Regions from separate parts of the Gasterosteus aculeatus genome. Here region 2 is linked to region 1. Evidence: chromatin contacts called from public Hi-C data. All regions are on one chromosome and are shown on one strand. The core of a region is the stretch at or near the end of the contact, and the rest is flanking DNA. Distances in the headings are between cores, read along the strand shown.

The links. A called contact is a pair of places that touch in the nucleus more often than the background predicts.
Region 2: a contact with region 1 is called in a Hi-C map of skeletal muscle, with 3 times the contacts expected there. The contact joins the enhancer-like site here to the promoter of lin7c in region 1. A contact is called at or near these places in 4 of 6 Hi-C or Micro-C datasets (liver, skeletal muscle and tail fin).

Annotation. Positions count from the first base shown.
Region 1 is chr12:10,147,737-10,151,055 of fGasAcu3.hap1.1, forward strand. lin7c (lin-7 homolog C (C. elegans)) reads right to left here and starts at 1,654. Exons shown (of 5, transcript XM_040202144.2): 1 at 1,442-1,654; 2 at 621-739; 3 at 396-467; 4 at 47-256. The coding sequence starts at 1,478.
Region 2 is chr12:10,214,740-10,218,058 of fGasAcu3.hap1.1, forward strand. All of the region lies in intron 3 of mettl15 (methyltransferase 15, mitochondrial 12S rRNA N4-cytidine), which reads left to right. Among protein-coding and RNA genes, the nearest start is that of kif18a, 17 kb to the left of the region's middle. Within about 2 kb of position 1,727, at least 2 of the 9 cell types and tissues checked have open chromatin away from gene starts, as enhancers often do.

The DNA of each region.
Region 1 (3,319 bases), core at 404-2,903:
AAAAAGAAAAGCTAAACTTTGAACAGGTCTTGTGACTTGAACGTACCACCCCGTTGACAGAGAGAAGCTGGTCGCCTCTCTTCAGTCCTCCATGTCGGTCAGCGATGCCGGCTGGGATGATTCGAGAGATATATATTGGGGAATTTTGCTCCTTCCCGCCCATTATGTTGAACCCCAGACCTTCTTCCGTTTTGGGAAGCTCCACAACACGCGGATGCGAGTGTCCCTCACTTGCTGCAAAAGCTGCCACAGTCGCCTACGAATGAACACGGTCACGTCATTTAAGCAGTGCATATCATTCCATTTGTTAGACTCGACACGCAATGTGGAATGTACGTCTGGAGCAAAACAAAAAACAAATGGTCTGAAAATAAAGATGCTGGAATCGGGTATACCTTCGCTGTGGCGTTGGCCCGGACTTCCGGACTGCTGTTGATGTCCACCGTTTCATAAACATGTTCATAAACCTGAGGAGACGTTGCCATATTTACAAGTTGTGAAGATAAAGTCATTAAACAAAACCCTGTTTTCAAAAACACATTATTCTAACACTAGAAGAAAAAGGGAACTGACGGCATCTCACAGTCACGTGTTTTTTAAAGGGGACAAAAGGGTCTCACTTCTCTGACGGCGTTGCAGAATTCACTCTGTAAGACCCTCTGCAGGGCCTGCAGCTTCTGGGGAGGCACTTCCCCCGTCCTCTGGAGCTTATCCAGCAGTTCAACAGCACGGTTAATATCTGTCAACGAGAGCACACGTGAACCCCCCCGTCAAGGGTTTTATTGAGATCTGTACATTGTCACAATCACATCTTTTCTTTTTCTGTGTTGATGTCAGTACAACATCTGTACCATGCGATTGCTTAAAAGCAATGTGAGGAAGCTGGTCTTACATCACTGTGAATTAAAGTATTAAGAATGATAAACTTAAAACCATATAGCAACATGCAAATAACACTCCAAAACAGATATCATAAAAAAATGATCCTTTATTGCAATTTACTTCATGAGGGTTAGGGTTAGTAAATTATTAAAACATATTATTGACTTGATGTTTGAAATGTGATTTATTCCCTTTACCACCTCTGAAGGTGCAACAACAGTGTATGAAAACCTCCATCAGGCAACATTCGTTGAAGCCTTCCACCATCACCTTACAGGATTGCTGTGTGTTGTCACTCATATTAGTCAATTGGCTGATACACCAACTTGAGTGAAACCGTGTAATTTAGCTGTAAAACCTCTCGCTCCGTGACTATGTTAATCGTTCAGTCATATTAATACACACTGGCGATCAGCAGGACTCCCTTAGCCTACAGACGATGAACAGGAAAGTTAGATGACCGCCAGTCACCTGCTCTGCGTGGCTAACGCTAAGCTAGCTTAACGTTAGATCACAACAAATATCTCTGCGCTACCGCGAGCTAGCCAATCGACTTTACCTCTTTCCAACCGCACGGGCTCCCCAAGCGATGCCATTCTGTTAGCAAGCGGCTGTTTAATGTCCCCTATATTTAGCGTTAATCACTGGGTATGGAGAATACGGTAATCCCGGGGCTAGCGTTACGTCCGTCTAACAGAGACGGTAAATCAGATTAGCCGAGGTAGCCGGCTAGGCTATTAGTTGCTAGTGTCATGATGCATTCAAGTAACACTCGTAGAGTGAACAACTCGGAACCCGCGTATATCATTTTATTTTCCGAGTTTCTGATTGCTCGGAGCCGCCACTGAATGCATCTTCCCTGGCTAATGTGAAGAGGTCAATATTTTATTTTTAAACCTTTAAGACAAAGTTACGTATGTATGTAACACCATACACATATCACAATAACCACGGAGACCCGTGTTTAATGTCTAGGCGTTCGTTTTGTGTAATTCGTACATGAACTGTCGACCTTCAGTGCTGTGTTAAGCCCACTGCAGGAAGGCGACAGAAGCTGTCCACTCTGACCCCAGACCCAATTAAACAATCACACAATCATGTGTCACTGCATCATTCTTTTCACAGGGGTGCTGCATCTGGAAATAGCTGAAAGATGAAAGGATTACTACATAAATATCCTGTGTATCAAAGCATCACGGAAACAACCAGAAACCTCTCCGGCTATTTCCTGACACAGAGGATGTGTTCCCTCTGCCGCCCTCTACTGGCGGCAGAACGCACGGACACTCGACTACATAACTGCAGGAAACTGCTGCTGCACTGCTCCATGTGGGCGGAAACTTTGGAGCTTGAGTCACTTGTGACCACACCCCAAGTGCGGACCCACGGCACGGTGTCTTTGCCTTTGACATCTGATGAAATACACGGATTTAGGGTGCGGCCAGAGGCACAACACACGTGAATGTAGCGGAGCCGCAGTATTTACTGTCTCTTTTATTTCTACAAGATGCTCATTGTTTCTGTAAAAAAACGTTTCATTGTTGTTTTGTCTTAAAGCTTTCAGCCACAACTTTGGGTTTAACGTCAATGCTATGTCTTCCTGTAGGATGACTAAATACTTTTCAATTCTTACTTGTTTTGTGCAGCCATGACAAGAAACCTACTGGGTGATTCATGCCCATACTGCATGCTTATCATCTTCCTCGCAGGTGGATTAGAGATGATTCGCAAGCTTCTGTATAAAAAAAAGTAACTCACAGCATCTCCATCAGCCTCCTCTGGAGAATCCGAGACAAATATCTTTTCATTGCTTCATGAGGAAGGTTTTATTTTTTCTTCTCAAAAGGCCTCGTCCGGTTCTCTTCAGAGGTCACACTTACCTTCAGGTTGATGACGATGAAGTAAAATAAGGTGCTCGGGATCAAATGTAACACAAATATCAAACATAATTGAACTTTCGATGAGGCTTTTATATCAGTGTCTTCTCTTTCTAAAATATGTCATATTATGGGGAATAAGGGCGTGGTTGATGGTATTAAGTTGCAAAGTGAACATGTTAAATTGTTATCCAGCTGTCATCTCAAACTCTGGCATCCAGACTCATAAAGCAAGGACTTTTCACCATGAGAAGCACACCATGAGTCATAATCTGCTGGTGAAACAAATTTCCAGTCGTCTTTAACCTGGATTACAAACCAGGATTTTTCCTCCTGATCACTGTAAATCTACTGCTGCACCAAACCTGGGGGATTCTTCTGCAGTAGAAGATTTAAAGATGGGATTACCATGTCATACCAGGTGTATCTTTTTAATGCACTCAAATGTTTGTGTCACTGTCCAAACTGTGTCTACCTGTGCTTTAGTAAGCAACGTAAATCTGCAAAAGTGTGCATAAAGACCAAAGACTCCACGACCATGCAGTACATTTGTGTAAGTA
Region 2 (3,319 bases), core at 477-2,976, 67 kb after region 1:
TAGAGAGTCCTCTTTTACATAAAGGGATTCTAAATGTATTTTATTGTAACATAGTCTTGTCATAGCTTCAGCATAACAGCGTTTTTTAGTGAGAGATTGATGTCCGGTGCATTAAGGCCGAGGTCAGGTATGTAGACAATTTGTCGTCATCAATCCAGTAATCATAATGTGATTACTCTATTAACCTATTCATAACGTGCTCTTTTGCTGCAAACCGGCAACGATTTGTGCTCACTTGTATCTGGCCATGAACTTTGTGTGACAGAGAAAGAAATGCAAACCGGTTACCTCCACTCTTGCCATGGCAACGGACGCGGCAAGAAAAGCGATCCTGTACCTGTGTATCTGTCTCCCTAATGGTCTGTGTGTTAGTGTAACAAGATCTGTAAAAACTCCCCTCAATGACATTTTAGATCCCCCACTGTAACTGACCTGGGCTGGGGAGTCACAAGTAGGATTTAGGTGAGTACTCAGCCTTCTCTCGGGTTCCTGTTCCCCTTTTCCTAATGAATTCCACCATACGACGACTTGAGATGAGGCCCTTTTTTCCACATGGCCAGGATATTATTTACTGTTCTATGAGCTGTTGAAGGTTTTCAAACTCATTAAGGAAAAAAAAAAAAAAAAAAAATCCTTTCCCCATATCATACGTGTTCTCTCTCTAAATAGAAGCTCTAACACATGTTATTCTTTTAACATGGCCTCGAGAAACGGTGATGTGTTTACATTTTTCTTTTTGGGAAGAACTCTACGGAGGGACCGTTGAAGCGTCCTGCATTGTAGCACCTGGCAGCCTCCGTGTGTCGGTCTGCACCACTTGGACCACTCCTAACTCTCCTATTCCCTCTGCTGGGAAAGGCAGATATTACACACCCCAAACGGAGGACAAAACACAGACTAGAGTAATTACTTGTTTTTGAAGTATGATCCCGGTATGTAGAGACGGAGATGACCCACAGCTGTGTTCTGGCTCAGTCCCAACCTGTCCAGGTGGGAGCCTCGCCAGCACCCCTCTGTATGAGATATCAATGACTTGCATGGTGTCAATCATCATTGCAAATGCCAAAGCCATTCTCACCAAATATTTTCAAGAAGTTGTTTTGCCCATCTGGTGGCAGAAGCAGCAGGCTTTTGAAAAAAAATAATAAGAGGGAAGATTTCCACACCAGCTTTTGGCTTGTTTTGCTTCAAGGCGAAGGATTTTCAATTTATCCAATAAATCACCTTGTAAACATCCAATTCTCCATTTATTTTTTATTTTTACACAGTTAGCTTTTAGTGTGTTTAGTGTATTAGGAGTGTAGATACGTTTATATTAATGAGTAAAAACGGGGGAAACGTGTACATAACCCTGTAATGATACATAATGCTCAGTGCACCAGCGATACAAATGTGAATAAACGTACAGTATTTATATTTTCAACCGACCAACATCGAAGAACATTGAGCATCAGTTGGCATTCTGCTCGATCGTTTTGCACCAGCACAAGCTTTAACTTTTGGTATTTGGGCCACAGCTTCCATAAGCTGTGACAAAGCATTGTTGTGACCAGTGCTGCACACTCCTGTAGAGGACCAGTTTGTCTCCTGGCTGCTTGTGTTGACTGTTTCCATAAAACCCAGCCTACTTTGCTGTTTGTGTTTTCCTTTTTTATATTGAATAGCACAACAGGCAGGTTCATTATGCGTGTGACTCATCCCACTAGCCCACACCCCCTCCCCATCTGCTGCTGTGCGCTGGAAAGGAGAGGGAACCGCCATTGATCACTTCTTCCCTCACACATGCACGCACACACCCCACCTTCAACGTCACTATCAATCGACATGTTTAATGTTTTCGTCGGGAGTAGCTTGCATTTCCTTTTTTGTCATTTTACATCTTCTCCCTGTCATTTGCTGACATCATGATACATCCCAGAGCAGGCATTTAGAAAATAAAAAGTGAAGCATAATCCAACCAATTATTCAAACAATCTCAGACAGTTCAGTCAGTGCAGTTTTGTTTTAGTAGCAGAGGCGGTCACGAATTCTACACAGAGATGTAACCGGACATGAGACGTTTTGTTGTGTGCAAGTCCCTGGATACAGCGGAGTTCACTGCTGCCGGATCATCACGATGTTGTGGCACAGTGGTTGGCAGGTCCTTGGACCTAGTTATTCAACCGTTAATACAAAGTGCATGCTATACAGTGCAAATCATAGGTCACCACAGCTGATTTTTCATTTTTCAATTATTGACAAATTCTCTACTGGAGAAACCAAATGGCTTTAATACTTTTTCAATAAAAACTATGACAGTCTTTTTTGCTGGCAGCTGTCAACTCATCAATGTAGCAAAATGCACCAAAACCACAGCACAAGAGAAGACGACATTAATCCATTCATTTATTTTTTATTTCAGAGGGCAAAAGTACAAAAGGGAAAACTGGAGGGTATTACGATTAATAAGTACACTCTTAGCCCGTCCCCTCTGCTGGTTGGAGAAGGATTGATCAGAATAGTTAATCTACACTTTAAGAGTTGGTCCATCAATGCTTGGCATTTTTCTAATGTATCACATTAGTACTGAAATACCAAACAGGCAGCCAAAGCGAATATTGAAATTAGGACCCTACCAAATGGTCGCAGCGCTGTATTATGGCCCCGGAAGGAAGGGTTCAGCTAGCACGTTGATTTCAGTAAGTATTACCGTTGCCATGAAGTCACCTAGTAATATAGCTGTCTTTTCCTCAGATTGTCATAAGAGTAAATTGTAACGGTAAAATTAGGTGATTGACATTCATTAAAATGATCAACTTTCTAAAGATAAACTCTCGGGTTACAGTGCTTCCTCATTGTGTCATTCCGTCATTGTGCCGGTTCCCCAAGCGGACAGCAAATAAGGACGGCCTCCACGTTGAGTATGCTTATGTTCACAACTAAATTGATCATAATACCAAATCCATTGAGTCTGCTGATTTTAGCTTGGTAGCTGATTATTGGATTGTTCACAATGAAGCTTTTCTTTTTCTAAGAGTAGCACATGAAGAGAAACTGCAATTTGTCTGTAAAGTGCTCCAAACTCTAGTATTTTGTTCTTTGGATGACTGGATATTTTACCTTCTCGGTGAAACATCTGCGATCTTCTTGGCTCGCGGCTTTAATCAGCTGGCACCAATTTGCCAATTTGCCTTTTGATCTGGGCTTCTGACGGGAAGCTGCAAAAGTGATTGGCAATTGAAAATTCCCGGTCAAAGCTCTATACACGGGAGCATTTTTTTGTTACATTTATTTTCCTCTGTTTTATGCTGATTAATACGGTCAACAATTTCTGGAAGGA